Linked DNA regions of Mus musculus: regions 1, 3, 4, 5, 6 and 7 are each linked to region 2. Evidence: chromatin contacts called from public HiCAR-type and promoter capture Hi-C data. All regions are on one chromosome and are shown on one strand. Each heading gives the region's core, a stretch centred on a gene start, on an enhancer-like site or on the middle of the called end of the contact. The rest is flanking DNA. Distances are from core to core; before and after follow the strand shown. Region 1 holds the start of Arf1 (ADP-ribosylation factor 1). Region 2 holds the start of Alkbh5 (alkB homolog 5, RNA demethylase). Region 3 holds the start of H2aw (H2A.W histone). Region 4 holds the start of Ulk2 (unc-51 like kinase 2). Region 5 holds the start of Prpsap2 (phosphoribosyl pyrophosphate synthetase-associated protein 2). Region 6 holds the start of Gjc2 (gap junction protein, gamma 2). Region 7 holds the start of 2310033P09Rik (RIKEN cDNA 2310033P09 gene).

The links. Promoter capture Hi-C pulls out the DNA fragments that hold promoters and counts their contacts. HiCAR-type assays count read pairs that join an accessible place to other places. Capture Hi-C pulls out chosen DNA fragments and counts their contacts.
Region 1: a contact with region 2 is called in a promoter capture Hi-C map of liver, with 4 times the contacts expected there. The contact joins the promoter of Arf1 here to the promoter of Alkbh5 in region 2. A contact is called at or near these places in 7 of 39 promoter capture datasets (3T3-L1-derived adipocytes, the C10 cell line, hematopoietic stem and progenitor cells and 3 more), 1 of 115 datasets of contacts at active chromatin or transcription factors (astrocytes) and 2 of 9 other capture datasets (adipose tissue and liver).
Region 3: a contact with region 2 is called in a promoter capture Hi-C map of liver, with 2.5 times the contacts expected there. The contact joins the promoter of H2aw here to the promoter of Alkbh5 in region 2. A contact is called at or near these places in 4 of 39 promoter capture datasets (the C10 cell line, liver and pre-B cells), 1 of 115 datasets of contacts at active chromatin or transcription factors (large pre-B cells) and 2 of 9 other capture datasets (adipose tissue and liver).
Region 4: a promoter capture Hi-C map of liver shows a contact between it and region 2, with 3 times the contacts expected there. The contact joins the promoter of Ulk2 here to the promoter of Alkbh5 in region 2. A contact is called at or near these places in 5 of 39 promoter capture datasets (the C10 cell line, hippocampal neurons, liver and 1 more) and 1 of 115 datasets of contacts at active chromatin or transcription factors (astrocytes).
Region 5: a HiCAR-type map of astrocytes shows a contact between it and region 2, with 2.9 times the contacts expected there. The contact joins the promoter of Prpsap2 here to the promoter of Alkbh5 in region 2. A contact is called at or near these places in 3 of 39 promoter capture datasets (cranial neural crest, pre-B cells and second pharyngeal arch cranial neural crest) and 2 of 115 datasets of contacts at active chromatin or transcription factors (astrocytes and large pre-B cells).
Region 6: a promoter capture Hi-C map of liver shows a contact between it and region 2, with 6 times the contacts expected there. The contact joins the promoter of Gjc2 here to the promoter of Alkbh5 in region 2. A contact is called at or near these places in 3 of 39 promoter capture datasets (liver and pre-B cells), 1 of 484 Hi-C or Micro-C datasets (B cells), 1 of 115 datasets of contacts at active chromatin or transcription factors (pancreatic cancer cells) and 2 of 9 other capture datasets (adipose tissue and liver).
Region 7: a contact with region 2 is called in a promoter capture Hi-C map of pre-B cells, with 3 times the contacts expected there. The contact joins the promoter of 2310033P09Rik here to the promoter of Alkbh5 in region 2. A contact is called at or near these places in 4 of 39 promoter capture datasets (hippocampal neurons, liver, pre-B cells and 1 more), 1 of 484 Hi-C or Micro-C datasets (B cells) and 1 of 115 datasets of contacts at active chromatin or transcription factors (pancreatic cancer cells).

The regions. Positions count from the first base shown.
Region 1 is chr11:59,226,654-59,229,702 of GRCm38.p6, forward strand. It overlaps Arf1 (ADP-ribosylation factor 1), which reads right to left and starts at 1,614. Exons shown (of 5, transcript NM_007476.3): 1 at 1,520-1,614.
Region 2 is chr11:60,536,406-60,539,150 of GRCm38.p6, forward strand. It overlaps Alkbh5 (alkB homolog 5, RNA demethylase), which reads left to right and starts at 1,278. Exons shown (of 4, transcript NM_172943.4): 1 at 1,278-2,745. The coding sequence starts at 2,018.
Region 3 is chr11:58,953,180-58,956,307 of GRCm38.p6, forward strand. H2aw (H2A.W histone) reads left to right here and starts at 1,506. Exons shown (of 1, transcript NM_178218.4): 1 at 1,506-2,013. The coding sequence starts at 1,559. The coding sequence ends at 1,951. It also overlaps the pseudogene H2bu1-ps and a transcript of Trim17 not described here.
Region 4 is chr11:61,853,740-61,856,614 of GRCm38.p6, forward strand. It overlaps Ulk2 (unc-51 like kinase 2), which reads right to left and starts at 1,353. Exons shown (of 27, transcript NM_013881.4): 1 at 748-1,353. The coding sequence starts at 837.
Region 5 is chr11:61,760,679-61,763,436 of GRCm38.p6, forward strand. Prpsap2 (phosphoribosyl pyrophosphate synthetase-associated protein 2) reads right to left here and starts at 1,410. Exons shown (of 12, transcript NM_144806.2): 1 at 1,276-1,410.
Region 6 is chr11:59,181,486-59,184,426 of GRCm38.p6, forward strand. It overlaps Gjc2 (gap junction protein, gamma 2), which reads right to left and starts at 1,341. Exons shown (of 2, transcript NM_175452.4): 1 at 1,261-1,341. It overlaps Guk1 (guanylate kinase 1), which reads right to left. Exons shown (of 8, transcript NM_008193.3): 8 at 2,370-2,702. The coding sequence ends at 2,667.
Region 7 is chr11:59,206,945-59,209,846 of GRCm38.p6, forward strand. 2310033P09Rik (RIKEN cDNA 2310033P09 gene) reads left to right here and starts at 1,417. Exons shown (of 7, transcript NM_024210.2): 1 at 1,417-1,729; 2 at 1,876-1,921; 3 at 2,025-2,107; 4 at 2,184-2,256; 5 at 2,364-2,449. The coding sequence starts at 1,485.

The DNA.
Region 1 (3,049 bases), core at 364-2,863, 1.3 Mb before region 2:
GGATAAGTGAGAGACATTCCAATAAGGGAAACCTTTATGCCACAGAAGACAATGTAGTTCACACATCTGTGACTGGCCCTTACACCACACAACTCTCTGGAGAAACAGAGAAACCAGGTAGTAACACAGTGCATCAAATCTCATAGTTTAGGCTATTTCTGCTAGTGCTGCTAAAAGTTCAAAAGTGAGGACACTATAGTCACCTATGTCAGGCACTGTGGATACTGGCTAAGACAGAGGAGAGACACGAGGCCAGCACACAAAGCACCATGGCACCTCACTAGTCTTCTGACAGACACGGCAGAAACCACCAGAATCAGCCTGCAGGAAAAACTGCTGACCACTAGTTGTGAAACAAGAACTACAACAGAAGACTCCAACATGGGTTGTGGCATCAACTACTGGGCTCTCCAATGACTTCTGGGACCAAGAGCAGCTGACCCTTCCTTTCCTGACAAAGCAGCCAGTTGCTGTTTGAATGGGAGAATTCCTTCTTGATGTGAACAGAATCCCTAGCATTTTGCATTTGTTCTATGTAGCTAGACCATACAACATATGTAGCTACCTACACTACAAACTGACATGGCACGACCACCCTAAATGGACAGCCAGAATTGTGTACTGGACCTGGTCTCTGTACCTGCGGACTGCTCAGAGGCCGGGAACGGGTTATTCCATGGGCAGGTTAAAGATTCTCCAATTCAGAATGGCCTTTCTAATCCACCCAAAAGTGCATAAAGGAGCCGGTCAAGAGGCGAAACAAGGCTCAAACCCCTCCGGGGGCCATCGGCACCCCAATGCAGATCTCACCGACGATATTCGGGGCCCAAATCACGGCTAATTGGGGATCACAGTGGGTATTCTGGTATCCCCCGAGATCCGCAAATGCGCGTGTTAAATCCCAGCACCTGGATCCGCAGTTCGGAGCCCCTGTCCGACACCTGTCCCTTTCCCTTCCCCCTTCCTACAACTTCGGTCCTCCAGGCCGACAGGAACCGGACTCGAGAGACAGAAGAGGAAGACCTCGCCACCCGAGTGACCTTGACGTCGTCTCGGGGCCACCCGAGCCTCAGTTTCCCCAAGCCCGCGGTTCATGCCGTATCTGAAGCGGCCGGCTAGCCTTTAAGAAGGAAAACCCCGTGACCCCCCGAACCCTGCTCCCCGCTCCCAGGCTCTCGGGCCGTGGAGCCTAGGAGAGGCGCAGAGAGGAACAGCAGGAAACCTGGCTTCCTGGAGAAGAGCCGGCGTCCTGGCCGGACTTCCGGGCTGCGGCCCGCGGCGGGCGGCCAGGCAGGCGTAAGGGCCGCGGAGTGGGGGAGGGCCAAGCGGCCGTGGGCGACGCGGGACTCCGGGGCGTCCCGATCCTCTGTCCGGCCTGCCGCCGAGCTCACTGAGCATAGACCTCAGGCCGCCCGACCGGACTCGGTCCTTAGCAGCCGCAGCTGAGCGCCCCCTTGACTCCCACGATGACCAGCCCGCGGCCTCCCCAGTTTCGGCCTCAGCGCGCCCCGCGTCTCACCTCCGCGGCGGCTGCTCCCAGCCAGGCGTTGGTTTCGCTCCCACAAGATGGCGGCGCTGACGGCAGCCACGTCAGCGCCTGCCGCGGGGCACGCCGGGGGAAGAGGGCGGGCACGCAGAGGGCCCCGCCCCCACACGGATGGCGCTTGCGCGTCTGCACTTTGTAGCCTTCACGGGGCGGAGCCGAGGTCGCTCTGTTTCCGGATCGGGTCCCGGGCTAGCACTCTGGCTCCCGGCACTAGAACGAGCAAGGGTGTGGTGTATGGAGTTCCGTGTCCGCCGGCGCGTGCGCACGCGCGCCTTCCTGCGGAATTCCAGCCCATTCCGCGGATGCGGGGGTTGAGGCCAGTAAGCGTTCTAGAGCGCCAAGGTCAGAGTGGGAAGGTCGTGTCAGCCCTAGGAGGTGTAATGTCCTTCTCACAGTACCCCAGGGTCTCTGATATTCCAGCTGGGCCCTGGAATTGAAGAGAATGATGTGACCGACAGATGGCCAAAGTGGGAAGAGGCGCAGGCCAAATGTCAGACAAGCACCATGTCTCCACACTGGTCTTGGACCTGTGTGCACGCTCAGAGCTGACTGAGAGGACCAGACACCTGCATGGGCATAGCACTGCCTGAGAGGCAGTGATGGGGTGGCCTCCTTCAGGGTGCAGGTGAGGAGGAATCCGTTAACTCTCCCCATCGATGCAGGAATCAGGCCCAGGCTCTGTCCTCCCTATCCAGTTCTTCCACCCCGTGTGCTGTTGGGAGAAGTCCCACAGGTAGGAGATGTTGAGGGCCCTGGGAGATTCTTTTGAGCCTGGAGCCCTATCTATTGAGTTAGCAGGAGACAGTTCTGTTACCAGGGCCTGCTTCAGCCACTGTTGTGTCCAGGCACAGGGTACAGGGCATCCTCACTGTGTTTGGGGGTTGAGACCTCCAGAGCTTTCTCCCCAGAGTTGTGGGTGCTGAGCCTGGCAGGATTCGATGCAATAGTCACCTTCTTGACCCTAACACATCCCTTTCCATCGCTCAGGGCTCCATTTTCAAATGCTGCTTCTGTAAACGTCTATGGGGGTGCTTGCCTGTTCTCTCTCACCCTCAACACACAGCAAGTGTTTATACAAAGCCTTGGGTGTCGCTGCCTGCCACCAACCCTGGAGAAATGGCAGGACATCTCCTGAGACCTGTGATTCCAGCCATGCCAGAAGCCTGTCTTAGCCTCATGGATAAGTCGACAAAGAGATGGGGTGTCCAGAAAACCGCAGGCTAATAGTCAAGAACCAAACTCCCTTTCTGTACCTAAAAAGGCTAAAATTATGAAAAAATGGAGACAGGGTGGTAGTCATTCTGTTTATTGTAATGTGACCACTGTACATTGTAGTCCCGCTCAAAACATCACTCTGTACCCCGTAAATAATTATTTGTGTCAGTTAAAATTTTAAACAGCCTTTGTAGATATTTAATATCCACATGTGTAATGGATGATACATTTGAAGTGGATACCTACCTAGGCAGGCTCTTCCTACCTCCCCAGGTCAGCTGAAGCCAC
Region 2 (2,745 bases), core at 28-2,527:
AATCCCCAGACCCATTTCCCTTTTGTCTGCCTGCTGTTTGGGAGAGAGGGTGGCCTGGATTCCCTAATTTCTTGGCTTTCCACTCCACAAACTTTTCCAAGTTACCACACAGTCCCCACTTTCCAACAGAGACTGCTGCCACCCTCAGTTTTCAGATTAGAAGACTGAGGTCTGGATGCTGTATCAGCAATCCTTCTGCTGCGTCATTCCATCCTCACAACCACCGTTCGAGGTAAGTACTGGTTCCTGGTTTTACACACCAGACTCTGGGATGCCTGGAAGACAAGGGGTGAGCTGTGTGACAGACACTGTAGATGGACAGGCATTACAGATGACAGACAGCATGGACAGCCAGGAGGGGCGGCGATATATGAAAATCTGACGGAGTATCAAAGACTGGAAAAGGGACTGGGAACCAGAAAAGGAAGCTGGAATTCATCTTGGGGAGGTTCAGAGCAGAACCTCTTTGCTATTCCTATTTGCTGGAGTGCCCAGGGACCTCCAGCACGGCTAAACCTTTGTTCAGGCTTTCTCCTCCGCTTCAGGATTTTTTATTGTTTGGGTTTGTTGTAGTTGTTTTGAGACAGAGGCTCGCTGTGTAGCCTAGGTTGGCATCCAATTTGTGAGCTATCCTCCAACCAGTCTCCAGAGTGCTGAGACGCATTTACCATCCCACTGTGCAATTTATTTATTTTCTGTCTGAAGAATATTTCCAATTTGGACCGATCCGTGGTAAATCTGCGCCCTTCAGACAGGAAAGCCTTTTTGTCGCCCCCTATAACAACGCCCAACCCCAGTAGGAACGTGACGTGCCCGTGCGCGTGCCCGCGGCTGCGCGACCCGTGGGCAGTCCCGGGACGTGACTTGTGGAACGTCCGCTTCGGGAAGCGATGGCGGCGGGAATGGGGTGTGGGTGCCCGGACCGCGCGCCTCCAGCTTTTGTTGTCCTGGCTTGCTCCACAGTTTGGGCCTGATGCTCTCCTGCCCGTAATTTTAACTTTCCACTGTTTCCGAAGCTTCACCGGAGTCCTGAGGGCTTTTCGTCGCCGAGAACTCCATTCAGGCACTTACTTAGCCACCCATTCACTCTTCAGGGGTCCTCGAGCTTCTGCCCGAAGCTAATTAAGTGATGGACGCAGTAGCCAAGGAGACTAGTTGATTGACAAGCATGATTTACCAACCGACTCTGGAAACTCCAGTCCGTGTTTGCCCAACGCGTGGCCGGCAGTCCAATTAAGAAAGTGGAAGCTCCAAAGGGGGCGGTCACGGGGCGGACTGGGTTGTGGCGATTCCCGAGGATTTGTGCGCTGGAAGCTGAGGCGTCTGCGGGCATCCGCACGATGCCGTGACGCGGCAGCGCTGTCCAGTGGACACCGCGAGCACACTCCGGCGGGTGGAGTCCCTCGGCCCCGGAGGCGGCTTGGCGTGCAGGCAAATTGTTGTTTTCGGGAGCTGTTCTCGAAGCTTTCCGCGGGTGGGGGGAGGGGCGGCGGCCGACGAGCGGGCCTCGTCTGCGCATGCGCCGGCCTCTCCGCCGACTGGGCGGCACGCACGCGCATGCTCAAAGTACGTGGAGTCTCGTGGCCGCCGGCAGTGCGCACGCGCGTCGAGAAGCCCGCTAAGGAGCGGCGCTGTCGGAGGTCGGGCGGGCTGGCGGTGACGTCGTGAGGAGAGCTTTAAAGTGCGGGCCGGGCCGGGCGTCTGAGGGTCCGACCGGGAGTCTGGCGGAGTCTTGGCCGAAGCCCTCCGCGGCATGAGGCGCTGCCGGCGCCTTTTTCCCTCAGGACGCGGAGAAGGTGGAGGAGGAGGAAGCCCCGCTGTAGCTGGTGCTGCATGACCGACCGCGGCTGAGGTTCGACCCCTTCCCGGCCCCTCTACGCCTACCCCTTTGGTCCCTTGAGCCACGCATGGGGGCCTGGCACTGAGGACCCTCGCTTCCCTTTCGGGTCCCTTTCGGGTCCCCTGAGAGCCATGCCGGACCGCCGCGGAGGACCCTAGAGTTGAGTTGGCGGGGGCCATGGCGGCCGCCAGCGGCTACACCGACCTGCGGGAGAAGCTCAAGTCCATGACGTCCCGGGACAACTACAAGGCGGGCAGTCGGGAGGCCGCCGCCGCTGCGGCCGCCGCCGTGGCTGCCGCTGCCGCTGCCGCGGCCGCCGCTGAGCCTTACCCGGCGTCCGGGACCACCAAGCGGAAATACCAGGAGGACTCGGACCCCGAGCGCAGCGACTACGAGGAGCATCAGTTGCAGAAGGAGGAAGAGGCGCGCAAGGTGAAGAGCGGCATCCGGCAGATCCGGCTCTTCAGTCAGGATGAGTGCTCCAAGATCGAGGCCCGCATCGATGAGGTGGTGTCCCGCGCCGAGAAGGGCCTGTACAACGAGCACACGGTGGACCGGGCCCCCCTGCGCAACAAGTACTTCTTCGGCGAGGGCTACACGTACGGGGCCCAGCTGCAGAAGCGCGGGCCGGGCCAGGAGCGCCTCTACCCGCCGGGCGACGTCGACGAGATCCCGGACTGGGTGCATCAGCTGGTGATCCAGAAGCTGGTGGAGCACCGCGTCATCCCCGAGGGCTTCGTCAACAGCGCGGTCATCAACGACTACCAGCCCGGCGGCTGCATCGTGTCCCACGTTGACCCCATCCACATCTTCGAGCGCCCCATCGTGTCCGTGTCTTTCTTCAGCGACTCGGCACTTTGCTTCGGCTGCAAGTTCCAGTTCAAGCCCATCCGGGTGTCGGAACC
Region 3 (3,128 bases), core at 256-2,755, 1.6 Mb before region 2:
CCACAGGTAAAATTCCCTGCCCAAACGTTCTCCATAAAAATGACATTCTCCCCAGTGTAGGGGAATGCCAGGGCCAGGAAGCAGGCAGGAGTGGGTGGGTTGGTGAGCAGGGGAAGGAGGAGGAAATAGGGTGTTTTCGGAGGGGAAACCAGAAAGGGAGATAGGATTTGAAATGTAAATAAAGAAAATATCTAATAAAAAAATTTTTAATGACGTTCTCCAAATAAATGCTGAGTGTGGATTATTCTTTTACTAATGCTTCACAGAAAATTATGCAGCTTTAGGGGAACAACTCTTGCTCAAAACAACGGAACTCTTTCCCACCTCCCATCCCCTAACCACTGAAACTGCTTGCTGGCAGCTCAGGCTAATTACATCCTAGCTCCTGCACACAGGCTTTGCGGTGTGCCGCCCCTCCCCCCGCCCCGTTTCCAGCATACTGCTAGTGCAGGGTTTATTGACATGATATAATGTCAGAATAGTTTTCAGGGGCTAAAGACGCCTCTCTATTCCAGAAAAGGATGGAAAGGGTGCTAAAGGGAACACAGATTCAGAGGCCACCAAGGGGGCCCACATCCAGAATACCACCTCACTGTGACCTCGCCCACCGAAACTTCAGGCTTGGGGAGAGGACTCACGCCCCTTGCCTGCTCCTGCAGCTGTCGTTCACACTCTACGCTTAGGAAGGGCAAAGCAGCCATACCCCCACATTTCTCGCTCAAAAATCGGACTTGGCCGCACCCAGTGTCAGGGAACGCCTCGGGCGCGTGGCAATCGTCAGTGGCCCGCACTGTGTTCAAGACCCTTTTAACGACTGTATGGGTGGCTCTGAAAAGAGCCTTTGAATTGAGGGCACCCTCGCCGCGCCTCACTTGGAGCTGGTGTATTTGGTGACTGCCTTGGTGCCCTCGGACACAGCATGCTTGGCCAGCTCCCCGGGCAGCAGCAGGCGCACGGCTGTCTGCACCTCGCGGGACGTGATGGTCGAGCGCTTGTTGTAATGCGCCAGGCGGGAGGCCTCGCTGGCGATGCGCTCGAAGATGTCATTGACGAACGAGTTCATGATGCCCATGGCCTTAGACGAGATGCCGGTGTCCGGATGCACCTGCTTCAGCACCTTGTACACGTAGATGGAGTAGCTCTCCTTGCGGCCCCGTTTGCGTTTCTTGCCATCCTTTTTCTGCGCCTTGGTGACCGCCTTTTTGGAGCCTTTCTTGGGGGCTGGAGCTGATTTGGATGGATCAGGCATAATGTCTAGTTGTACTACGGAAACGCGGACGCCCCTGTAGCAAGAATATTTGTATGCCTTGCATTCAAATGAAGGATCAGGCATCACTCCCTTTGATTGAATACAATTTTACATTACGTCATCGCGGGGTAAGGCATATGCAAATTAGGAAGGCTCCGCGTTCTTTTCTGATTGGTTCTTGTTGGCATCCAATAGGAAGGTGCAGTCTAGCCTCCCTCCTGATCATATATAAGAGCTTGCTGGCGCTTACGAATTCGTTTTCGCTAGGTTTCTTTTCTGTTTTTGCGTACTTTTGGTTATCAGTGGAAGATGTCTGGTCGTGGCAAGCAGGGCGGCAAAGCTCGTGCAAAAGCGAAGTCTCGTTCTTCCCGTGCCGGCCTGCAGTTTCCAGTGGGCCGTGTGCACCGCCTTCTCCGTAAGGGTAATTATTCGGAGCGGGTCGGCGCTGGTGCCCCGGTGTACCTGGCGGCTGTGCTAGAATATCTGACTGCTGAGATCCTGGAATTGGCTGGTAATGCGGCCCGCGACAATAAGAAGACGCGAATCATCCCGCGCCACCTGCAGTTGGCCATCCGCAACGACGAGGAGCTCAACAAGCTGCTGGGCCGCGTGACCATCGCGCAGGGCGGCGTCCTGCCCAACATCCAGGCCGTGCTACTGCCCAAGAAGACCGAGAGCCACCACAAGGCCAAGGGCAAGTGAGGCCCCTACCGGTCGTTAGTGCGACTTTTACAGACACCAAAGGCTCTTTTCAGAGCCACCCACAACCTCATTAGAAAGCGCTGTACACTGAGCCTGTCGCCAGTTACTGGCCAGGCCAGTTCTCCTGACTCCTTCCGTGCATTCCTGCATCCCTGTGCGGCGCTTGGGGAGCTCAAGGGAGACCAACGGCTTCATCTGCGGGTGGCCTGCGGGCCGTTGGAGGCGTTCGAGTTTCTCCCCACCACTCCGTGTCAGACACAAGGTTGCAGTTAACGTTCGTGTTTGGACATTAAGGGGATACTTAATAATAGAAATTAGTATAAGGTTCTGGTTTAGATGCTAGTGTTTCTATTGAAACTGGGTTAAATTGACATGTTCAAGTCTTCCAGTTAGGACGGGGTTTTCAAAGGTTTCTGAGGGGAGACTTGGTATTTCAAATCTACTTGTTTATATAAATGTTCTGTTACAAGGCGATTTACAACTTTGGAGTTTTGCTGGTTTCCTTTGTGGGGGTGGGGAGCCGGTCTCTAGGCTGCTTCAGCCTGCTTAGTGGTAGGATTACAGATGAGCATGGTGGTCCTGCAGGCCTTTGGAACTGGTTAATCGGATCCACTTAAGTAGCTTAACCTTGGGGAGCAAAGTGATTTGTCAGGTTCTGGTTAAACTAGGTGTGAGAGTACAGCAGTGTCCTTTGTCATAAAGTTTAAAGCAGCATCATACTAAGGACATGCTTTTATAGATGATTGTGACTTCTTTAAGCAGCATGACGAATGGTTGAGTTACAGGTAAATCAGGAGCGTGGTTGGGAAAGGGAGAGGAGGGGGTTAAATGAGTTACCTTTAAATCGTTTTAAATGGCACAGAATTGGGCCTCTTCCCTGTTAACTGCTGTACACTATTTAAAATTTAACAATACAGGCCACGAAGACAGTTATATAATGTTTATTATATAATTTATATAGACTGTACTGAAACTGGATCTGTTCAAGCCTGGGCTCCTCAGACACCGTCTGTAACTACAGAGCTGCTCATAAAATACCAACGTCTTAAAGCCATTTGTCTAAGGATAAGCAATTTTCCTTAACGGTGAGTCTTAACAGAGTGATCAATAGACTGCGTATAGATTATACATCTGCAAATGGGTGGTCTCAGTAAAACAAAGCCAGAGGGTTGGACCT
Region 4 (2,875 bases), core at 103-2,602, 1.3 Mb after region 2:
CAGTACCTTTTTAATAGGCACTCTTGAAACAAACAGAATAACCAAAGCTTTTTTTTTTTTTTTTAATTACTTCCAGTCTCAATGTGCCTTCTCAAATTCTTTAGATTCTATAACCTCGTGTGACCTATTTGCGAAACAGTGGCTTGGAAAAAACAAAGAAACAACAAAAAAAAAAACCCAAACAACTGAGGTTTGAACTTGCATCTACGTTGTATTATTAGGTTAGGGTCCAACTACCTTTGTCACTTATTTCCTCTAACTCAAAAAGGGGAGGGATACTACAAAGCTCCCCCAGACACAGAGGAACGTGATAGTCTGAGAAAGCTTCAGACTAACGGGAAACGCGCCCGTTTTCCGCTGGGTGTGCAATTATCCACGGTAAAGGTGACAAGCTCCGGAAAGCCCGGGGCAGGGAGAAGGGACAAAGGTCCACCGACCCATAGTATGGACAAGCACATTACACTGTGCAAACACTGGAGTCCTAGTCGCTTCGGGACCAGTGGCTTCTCTGAGCAGCAAGTCCCCGGGCGCACCTCGGTTACCCAGCACACTGTCAGGGAAGAACATCAGTGGCTCTGCGCCCGTCGGTAGGTGGAGCTCAGCCTAGCGGCTCTGGCCTCCAAAACAAACCCTGCGACAGTGACAGCAAGCACAAAGGCAGGCAGGCCCGGGGAGCCCTGCCCAGCGGCCAGGACCGGGGCGCTGGCTCCCCAGTTTCGCACCAGACAACGGGCCGGCGGCGCTCACCTGGCGGTGCCGCCCCCGGAAGACCACAGCGAAGGCCCCGTGTCCCACGAGGTCCCGCTTGCAGTACTCGAAGTCGCCCACCACCTCCATGGCCGCGCCCCCGGGACATAGAGCGCTAGGGTGGGCAGGCGTGGCGGAGAACCGGGATCAGCACCGCGGGCCCGAGGGCCCCAAGCACGCCCGCGGGCGGCGGGACAGGGGCAGCCACGGCCCCGGGCCCGGATGGACACTCATGCCGAGAGGCCGGAGCGGAAACGGGACGGGCCGCCGCGCGGAGCCGGGGTCAGCGAGGCCTGGGCCCGGTCGCTTCTCATGGCCCGGGCCGCCGTCGGCCGCGGGGCTCTAGCCAAGCGGCCTGGGCACTGCCCGGCCGAGGGCACCGCCGCCGTCACTGGGCGTACCCGGAGCTACCCGCGCGCCTGACAGCGGTGCAGGGCCGGGGCCGCGCCATCCCCGCAGGTGCGGCTGCCTCCGCTTGTTGCGCCCGCGGCGCTGCTGTGTAGCGGCCGCCGCCCTGGAACCCGCACAGCCGCGGTGGCGGCTTCTGCCTGCTTCGCGGGAGCGCCCAACGCACGCGCGCGCGCCGGCCGCTCCGCGCCGACTACCGGCCCTGTGCGACGTCAGCGCGTCTTGTAGGACGATGCGCCCCAGTCCTGCTCCCTCCGCCGAGAAAAGGAGTGCGCACCCCGGGACGCGGCGCCAGGCACCGGGGCGAGTCTGCAGTCACTGGAGCGAGTTGGCGAGCAGGGGTGTGGGGAGGAGGCCGCGGCTGCTTAGGAACGGGCGGCGGGCTCGGCTCCGCTCGGCTCGGCGCCCGCGGCTAGCTAGAGCCCGCCACGCCCTGACCTGAAGCCACCCTCTAAGAGGCGGATCTTGAACTCCGGCCCCGGGAGTCGCTGAGGCGGTGCAGACACTGGAGACAAAAACTCCGGGAGCTGCCTTTCAAATCCAGACCGCAAACTGCTAGACAACCCACCTAAGGGATAGGGTCTGACTGGAACCTGCGCCTTCTGGGGGTCTCTAGACTTCTGAGGGAGGCTCAGAACCTCCTTTCTAAGGAGGCGCTTCATCACACCAGTCAACTACCAGTTTGCCTCGGGCTTTTTTTTTTCCTCGGATTGTTTAGGTGAAAAATGATAGTCAACTTTTGCTCAAGAAAGCATTACAAAGCCATGGTAAACAATATGTGTGACCCCATACCTAAGTGTGTGTTCAGGTTTGGGGATGTTGCTGTCAATTTCATCGCCTGCCCCTGAAACAACTCCTCTCACCTCTCTCACTTCTCTCACCTCTCCCTCTCTGTCTCTGTCTCTCTCTCCTCTCTTCTTCCTCCTCCTCCCCTCCCCCCTCTGATTTTACTTTTATGTGTATGGGTGTTTTGCCTGCATATATGTGCACCACGAGTGCACCTAGTGCCTGCAGAGGCCAGACCAGGGTGTCGATCTGAAACTGCAATTACAGATAGCTATGAGCCACAATGTAGGTACTAGGAATCAAACCTGAGTCCTCTGGAAGACTAGCCAGTGCTCTTAACCACTGAGCCGTATCTCCAGCCAGCCCTCTGGAACTCATCTTGACAAACAGGTAGAAGCCCTAAAAACCTTCAGCTTTGAGACAGGTCAGGAATCTGAAAGCAATGTCTCTAGTCCATTTTCTTTTCCTAAAAAAAGAATACCACAGACTCAGTAAGTCCATTTTCCATTGCTAGAACAAAATGCCCCAGGCTTGGCACCTTATAAAGAAATGAGATTTATGCAGCTCACAGTTTTGGAGGCTGACACCCCAAACAGCAAAGCACCAGCTCTGACAAGGAGCTCATGAAAAAAGGCTTCACAAGGGACTATGGGACAGAAAGAGATCACAGGGCAAAGAAACCAGAGACTGAGAAGGGACCAGTGTTACGACTGTATAACAACTCACTTTTGAAAGAACCCGTATCACAGTCTCTCAATTCAACTTACTTCTTGCCACACGGAGGACCAAGCATCCACCACAGGAAACTTTGAGGAACACATTCAAACCATCCAAACCATAGCAGTAAAGTAAAAATTGTTTTCTTAAGCACAGAAAAATCTTGTCTTGAAATACCAAACAAACAAACAAACAAACAAACACCAAACACTAGAAA
Region 5 (2,758 bases), core at 160-2,659, 1.2 Mb after region 2:
CATTAGAGGTGGTTGTAGGCTGTCACGTGGGTGGGTGCTGGAACTGACTCAGTCTTGAACAACTAGTATTCTTAACCAGCCAGTTCTCCAGCCCCCACACCTGGGGAAGCAGTTTTAATAGGAAAACAGGTTTGACATTACTTCCCAGACTTTAACGAAGTCATACGAGGTAACCTCTTCCTCATAACAGTGGCCCCTGAAGGACAGAGTGGGGTAGCAGTCTGATATGCAATACAGTTCCCTGCATACAACAATAGGTTGCGACTCTCAGTCATACAGAGCATGACTTGGCAACCTGATGAACTACAGGCAATAGAATCAAATACCCAGATTTTGAAATGTCTATTGCAAACATACCTTATCAGAAAAAAAGATACATACTAAATGCCAAAGAAAGAGCACAGAACTATGTTTTGGTGTTGTCAATTCTTGGAGCTTATCCCAAGTATAGAGCTATATTGTCAATGATAGAAAGTACAATTTAAAAACAAAACAAAACAAACAAACAAACAAACAAACAAAAAACCCCCAACAACTTTGTAGCCCTGTTTGCCAGGAACTCGCTCTGTGGACCATGAGCCCTCAAGATCCTTTCACCAGTCTCTGAGATTAAGGGGTGTGCCATCAAGCCCCACAAACTGCAAGATTATTTAAGAACAGAAACACTGGTTCTATGTTAAACCACAGAGTAGCTAATGAATATAATGTGCATATCTCTGCAAAAATTGGATAATAATGATACAAACTACAGCAGTTAAAAGACAAGAAAGGTTTCCTATAGTGGGGCTTAGGGGCACGCACCTATTTTATTTTTATTTGTGCATTTAAATTGTTAAGCACTAGGGCATGAGATGGGTCAATGGCAGGCCGCTTGCATTGCTTCACCTTGCATTCGACTCCAGAACCGCAAGAAAAAAAAAAAAAAAGAAAAAAAAAAAACATAAAACATTAGAACTCACACTTCCTCAGGCCTCAAAGCTCGGTTCAGTATTTTCGTATCCCTCACAAAAGCTAAACACCCAAACTCTGCCAATATCGATATAAGAAAAATAAATCCTTATCAATAATGTAACAGATTGAGGAAGAGATTTTTCTGCAGAGTATCTTATGCCGCTCCTCCTACGTCTGATTGGAGCCCAATCATCCACTAAGGCTGGTGGAGCCGAACACGGGGCCCCGGGCTCGCCCCGGAGCAACAAGGGCCATGGCTCCCGCCCGGCACCGCGCGAGCTCGCGGGGCCCGCCGTCCGCCCGCCGAGGCTCCCGCCCGCCTACCTGGTCCCGACCCCAGCCCGGCCCGCCGCAGCCTCGGCTGCCGAAGGAAGAGAGCACAGAGCTCCGCACGGCGTCTTACAGCAAAATGGCGACTCTAAGCGCGAGAAAGTCTTTCGAGACTGCGAGGCCAGGGGCGGGGCCTGAGGGCAACTGACTAGAGTGGGCGAGGCCGTCGAGGGGCGTGGTCTGGAGGAAGAGGGGCGGGGCAGAAAGTGGGGTAGAAGGCAATGCATTTGATGCTGTGGGCGTGGCCGCCAGAGTGGGCGGGAGGATGTTGTGTGGGCGTGGTCAGACTCGAGGAAAGTGGGGGAGAATTAGAGTGGGCGTGGTTGGAAGTGTGGTTAAAATTCATAGGTTCTGACTGGGTTCAAGTCTTTACTGTCCTGCAAGACTGAGCAAGTCACCTCTTTGACCTGAGTTCTTCTGAAAAAGAGATGACAGCAGTACCCCCATCTCCTGGGGTTGGGAGGAGTGAGTGAGAAATCTGCGAACCTCTTGGCATGGTTCTTAGCATACAGTCGATGAGCAGTTATCATTCATAATTATTCGCTTTGTTGTCCCTTCCTTCTTTTCAGTGGTTAAGAGTATATACTGCTTTTCCAGAGAAGCTGAGTTTGGTTCCCAGAACCAATGTCAGGCAGTTCACAACTGCCTGTAATTCTAGCTCCAAGTCTCCCTGATGTCTCTGGCCTCCTCAGCCACCTGCACTCATATAAACATAAACATATACAAATAATTAAACATTCTAAAAGTTAGTTTTTTAAAAAATTGTAGCTCTGGGTGACCTGGAACTCACAGAGATCCATCTGTCTCTGCCTCCTGAGTGTTAGGATTAAAAGGGTGGCCATCATTCCTAGCAAATTGGTTGCTGTTGATATATCATTGCTGAATTCTTTATACCTTGAAATATGGTGATCCCTATTTTTTAAGGGGCTACTTGGCCCTTCCTCTCTTTCTTTTTTTTTTAAATATTTATTTATTTATTATACAGTAAATACACTGTAGCTGTCTTCAGACACTCCAGAAGAGGGAGTCAGATCTCATTACAGATGGTTATGAGCCACCATGTGGTTGCTGGGATTTGAACTCTGGACCTTTGGAAGAGCAGTCGGGTGCTCTTACCCACTGAGCCATCTCACCAGCCCCCAGTGATCCCTATTTATAACATAACAAACATATAGTGCATGCCAGGTATCAAGGCATTATTTATTATTATCTATATTTTATATTAATATATATTAACAGTAACTTTCAGAAATGGGGTAAGACTTATCTCTATTTAATTGCTGTGGGTACTCAGATGCCAGTGACAAAGCAATAGATAGGCACCACCTGCAGTGCCTTGCTCCATGTGTATACTTAAAGGCTCTCATCCACTGCACTTCCAGTTCACAAGTGAGACAAGCAGACATTTATGGGAGGATGCACAGGTGGCTAGAATTAATTATCAGAAGGCTGAGGATGGTTAGAATTCATAGGAGGG
Region 6 (2,941 bases), core at 91-2,590, 1.4 Mb before region 2:
ATGTGTTTCATGCCAGTATGGAATGGGAAATGAGGTCCTCTGGGATCTTTTCTGTACTGTTATCTCCTCTGTTGTAAATTTAAACATGTTGAAGATGTAGGACTCTACCACAGAGTTATGGCACCCAGCAGAAACTACCAACCTCCCGCTTTGACCTGTGAGGCCTTCTTCACCAGCACCCAAGTCACATTCCTGGAAGTTCAAGAAGGCAAAACTTCAACTTCAGACTGTGGGGACCAGAAAAACAGATGGGCTAGCCTGCACCTACCTGGTGTAAGAGTCACAACCCTAAGTCTAGACAACTCCTACAGGTTGAGACTTCAGCTAAACTGCATTCCAAAAACGGAGGCACTAGCCTGAGTAGGCAACCCCCTCCCACTCTCCATGCCTTCCTTTGGCATTGCCCAGAGTACACACGTGTGCCCAATTCCTTGTAGAAAGCCCATACTCACCCTGGTCCTTGTCTCTCCAGTCCTGCCAGCCCCTCCACAGCTGAGCCAGGTTCCCCTCCCCATTTCTAGAAATCACTTCCCAGCTGGGTCCACACTGTCCCATACAGAGCCAACTCCAGCCAGCAGGCCCTCCAAAACGGATCTTCTCCAACCTCCCCGTCCTTGGACCCTGTATCTCCCCTTTTGGCTGCCCATCCTCATATCTCCCTCTCTGCAGTCCCTAGACACAGAAGGTAGGTGGGAAGGAAGCACTTAGAGTGAACTGCTGTGGCATCCCAAAGACTTCTGTGCTGGCTACCGCGCCACACTAACACAGCAGCGGTTGTGTAGGTCCAGCTGCTGAGAGGGTCTGCTTGGTAGCAGGCAAGTGGATAATGAAGTTTCTTCAGTTTGAGTAGACTGGGCCTGGTGCCCATACTGATCCCTGGGACACACTACAACTGGCTGGGGTGGACTGGCCCATCTTAAGATGGCCTGAAGGGTCTCAGCTGCTGGGGGAGGTACTGAAAATACCCTAGGCTCTCCGGTTTGTTCCCATCTCCCTCTACCATGGGTTTAGTTACCCCAAAAGAGCCACAAAGCCAGCTGAAGCCAAGCTAAAGGACACCCTGAGGGTCCCTTAATACAGCAAGACAAGATCTGGCCAGAGACTCAGTGAGTCTTCCAGGGTGGCATCTGGCACCAGCTGTGACACACCCCACAGAGCCTGAGAGGGGATGCAGGAACCTGGGAACCTCCACCTTAGCAGTAAGGAGTACAGACCAGTCAAGGCCCAGCCAGGCTGCAGCCCCAGCAGTACCCTCCCTACCTTCTCCAGGCTGGAAATGCAAACCTTCGGCTGAGCCCCTCCACCTGCCGGCTGGATGCTGATCCTCTCTAAGGGCATACTGTGGGGCTAGGGCCACCTCTCGCCACCAAGCACAATGGGGGATGGAGGAGGGGCCCTCAAGGGCTCCATTGTTCCCCCTAGGGTCTGAATCCATGATTGTCCCTGGGGGTGGAGCAGCAGGGATCTAGACAGGCCTGCTGGTCTCCCCAGCCTCCACTTGAAGTCCAGGCAGTTCTGGCTCACCCTTCTAGAGAAACATCTGCAGTTTTGGAGGCAGCCCAGGACTTCCCAGTCTCTCTGGCTACTTCTGCCTGGGTACCTGCCTGCCCTCTTCACACCCACATCCAGTTAATACCCCCAAGTCTGCCCCAGGAGCAGCCTCACCTGGAGATGCACAAGGCAGAGCTGTGGCTGACCACCGGGTGGGGGTAGCTGGCAACAACCACTGCCCTCCCTGCTGGGATTGCTCTCTTGGGCGGAGCCAGCAGCCTGGGCTGGGAGCCCAGAGGAAGAGGGAGGACAGCAGGACCAGACACTCAGAATGTCTCATCGTGGACAGGAGGGGAGGGACATCTCCCTCAGGAATGCTGCACCCTGCTACAACCTCTAGAGCTCAAAATTTGCGATCTTTACAGAAGGCCCAGGACTCTGCCTGCCTGCAGCCCTCACAGGGCTCACCTGCCCTTCCTTGGGTTGGCTGCCTATACCCAAGGCCAAGAACACACAGCACCCACAGCTCCAGGGCCAGCATTATGACCTTAGCTCTTCCCCTGCAGCTGGGCACTTTTGTTCCTGGCAAGTGGTATCTGTCCCTCTGAGTCCCCAAATGGCTCAGAAATACCTCAAAGAGACAGCAGCACTAGGTTGTCTAGGGCTGAGACGATTCCAGCCCATACTGATTGTCCCAGTTGCCTGACTCCCAGGGGAAGAAGTGAACACGAGCAACCCTAGCCAGCATTCTGATGACTAGTGGACCCTGGATGCGGGCAGGGACAAGGGCCACTAGACACCTATGCAGAGCCCCCTTAGCAGCCTTCATCTGGGCTGACCATGGAGGGGCAGAAAGCCAGAGGCCATAAGCCCAGTATGGAGGGCTGTGACACTATAATTCAGTAATTACTTTATTAAGAGGTCAGTCCCGCTCCAGCAGAAGGAACAAGGAAAGGAACACAAATAGTCCAGGGAGATTAGATATGGGTACTCTTTGGAGTCATTCAGCCAGTGAGTCAGCCCACGGTGCAGAGCCACCTTGTGGTCAGACAAAGGGTAGCTCCTTCTACTCCACAGTGGAAGTCTACTACAAGTCCTTGGTGCCCTGGCAAAGTTTCCCCCACCTCCAGGCAAATTTAGACCACAGACATCACTCTGTGGAATGAAGCAGGCCTTCAGGCGTGGCCAGTTCCCTGTGCTTTCTTGATTTCCTGCCAAGGAAGAAGGGAAACAGAAAGTCAGGAGAGGCAGGGAACCAGGGAGGGCTAGGGCTCATATCCTCCCTGGGTTCCCAGGGACTCCGGCTTTGCACCTGTACTTGACCATTCTGGCAACTGGCAAAGCCAGGGCTGCTTACAACACAGCAGGGTGTGAGCCCCGGCAACACAGGGTTTGCTGCGTTCACAGGATGGCTTGTGCAGGGGACTTCCCCAAGACAGGGTAGATGGGA
Region 7 (2,902 bases), core at 167-2,666, 1.3 Mb before region 2:
CTTAGTACACACCTTTAATCCCAATGAAGGTAAACTTAGTTAGAAAGAAGCACCCATGTTTGAAAGTGATTTCCAGTGACTCAGGGAGATTTGACAGAATAGGATATGCCTATCTCTCATGAGAACAGAGAGGAAAGAAGTGACTTAGGGGAAAGAATAGGAGAGGGCAGTTTACTGGGACCATTGTACAGAGACAGGTTGCAGAGAAAGAACAAACTAGCCAGGTGAAGACAGAACGAGCCAGAAAATGAGCCAGAGATTAGAACATAATACCAAAGGTCGTATGAGGCCAAGCAGAGCAATTCGGGGGAAGCTGGAAGAAGCCAATTTGAATCATTCAGTGTGGAGGAGTCTGAGCCAGAATAGCTGAGTTGACCACCCAGCTAGATAGAGTTCAGAAGAGCATTAAAGGGTGAGCTTATTCAGCAATAGGTCTCAGAGGTTGAAAACATTCTAGGCCAAGATAAGATTGTATGGAGGCTAGAAGCTTCCAGGACAAGGCCTGGGTTAGCAGACAGAGGCGGTAAGCTTCAGAAATGACAATTACATCAGGCAAATAAAGGATACGTTTCCACTTTATTGTGCAGCTCCCCTTGGGACCATCCATTCATCCCGAGTATGATCTTGTTCTGAGGAATCTGTCCCAACTGTGTCCTCTAAAGCCAGGCCATGACCTCAGGGCTCATACCAAGAGCCTCACAAGCTGTGGCAGGTACTCAACGTGTTCAGGATGAAGACATAAAAATGAGGCTGTCTTGGTCTATTTGGGATGCTAGAGAGTTCCAGGATGGGTATTTTTTCAGACTAGGGATGAAACCCAAGACCATCATGTTAAGCAAGTGATCTGTCATTAAGATGTAGCTCAGTTTCTGTTCATTTTGAGGCGCAGCCTCAGTAAATTGCCCAGTAAAGCTTCACCTGCAGAGAACACAGATCGCTCTGGTTTAGGGATGCTTTGGCTTTCATGTCACATACGCATATTCTGTCACCCAGAGCATGGAAGAGTGAATCCATGTTTCTTTGGTGACTTTATCTGTCCCTCTGTTCCGTGAAGGTTTGCCATTATTTAACTTAGTTTCAACAGTGACCCGGGACCTTTGGAGTTAGCATTCTTGGCTTTCCAGAAAGCAAGGGGCCGGCCCCTCCTGGTGTCACTAAGGTTTTGTAGTGTCCCCTTCCACCGAGATTCCTTCACACGAGAGTTATCAGGTGGGATAGCACAGCCGCCTTTTTGAGGAGCTATTGCGCAGGCGCACGTGGCACTAGGATGAAGGATGCGCCAGAGAAGCCCTGAACGCCCTTTAGAAAGAGGATCTTGATTGATAAGGCCCTCGGATACGCAGTGCGCAGGCGCACGGGCACGTTAGCGAGAGCGCAGGCGCGCGCGGGGGCGCGAGAGTGACGTCACGGCGTGCGTCCGGAGTGCTGCGGGAAGTCCGACTAGAGACCGCGGGTACTGAAGGCTGTGCAGTGGCTCCAGCGCCATGTTCGGCTCCAATCGCGGTGGCGTGCGTGGCGGACAAGACCAGTTCAATTGGGAGGACGTGAAGACTGACAAGCAGAGGGAGAACTACTTGGGCAACTCGCTGATGGCGCCAGTAGGCCGCTGGCAGAAGGGCCGCGACCTCACCTGGTACGCGAAGGACCGCGCGCCGTGTACCGGCCCGAGCCGTGAGGAAGAGCTGGCAGCCGTGCGCGAGGCGGAGCGTGAGGCGCTGCTGGCCGCACTGTAAGTGCCTGGTCTGCGGGGCGACCGCAAGCCCCGAGGGCGGGATCTGGGTGGCCCTGGGGCGGGGCTGGATGTGGGCGGGGCACAGGAAAGAAGGGGACCGAGGGGCCAGACCCTTGATGAGCATTCCTGACCTTTGCTCGCAGTGGTTACAAGAACGTGAGGAAACAGCCCACCGGCCTGAGCAAGGAGGTGAGTCTGAGATATGGGTTCGAGGTCCGCGGGGTGGTTGGGGGGGGGTGGGGGGGTCCGTCTGTCTCGGCCTAGAACCTCCTATCTTACCCTGCTTTCGCAGGACTTCGTGGAGATCTGCAAACGGGAAGGAGGAGACCCCGAGGAGAAGGGCGTGGACCGGCTCCTGGGCTTGGGCAGCGCCAGGTTAGGCTAGTTGGGGAGTCCAGGGTAGGCCTGGGCGGTGATTGAGAACTGTCCTCAAATGCTCTGTCCCCTGCAGTGGCTCCGCGGGCCGTGTGGCGCTATCCCGAGAAGACAAAGAGGCTGCCAAACTTGGGCTGTCAGTGTTCACGGTAAACCCTGTCAAGCCCAATGCACAGGATCCTGGGGTTTAGAGGTGTCTGAGATGTGGGGCAGGATTCCCTGGGTGTTCCTCACCACGGCTACTCATGTCATACAGCACCACCGTGTGGACAGCGAAGGCCCAAGCACTGCCCCAACTGCTCCCAGGAAGAAGCCTCGCGCTGAGGACAAGGTCGAACCGGAGTAAGTTGAGTCTGCCTCCCTGTGCATAAAGGGGCAGACTGCCTTAGCTCTCTTAGTTTGACTGAAGTAGGCGGACCTCCATCTCTGGGCTGGAGTCTCAGTAGCTGCCATAGGTGACCCAGCAGGGTGACGCTCAGGACCATGATACTGGCCAGTTTGGTGGGAGGTGCTTGTGGGGTGGGCGGCACACAACTTTCTTTAATCCCAGCATTTGGTAGACAGCAGGCTGATCTCTCAGAGTTCTCACAAGCTGGTACGTGTGTCTGGTTACTTCTACTTTTGTGTCATCTCAACTTTGTACCTAGGTAAAATAGTGAGTTCCAAGCTAGACAAGGCTGCATAATGAGAACTTGTCTCCAAGGAGAGAGGAGGCTCACCAGGTTGGCAGCATTCCAGCACTCATCTTTGTGGCCATGGAGCCTAATAAGCTCATTTATAAATATGAACTCCCGA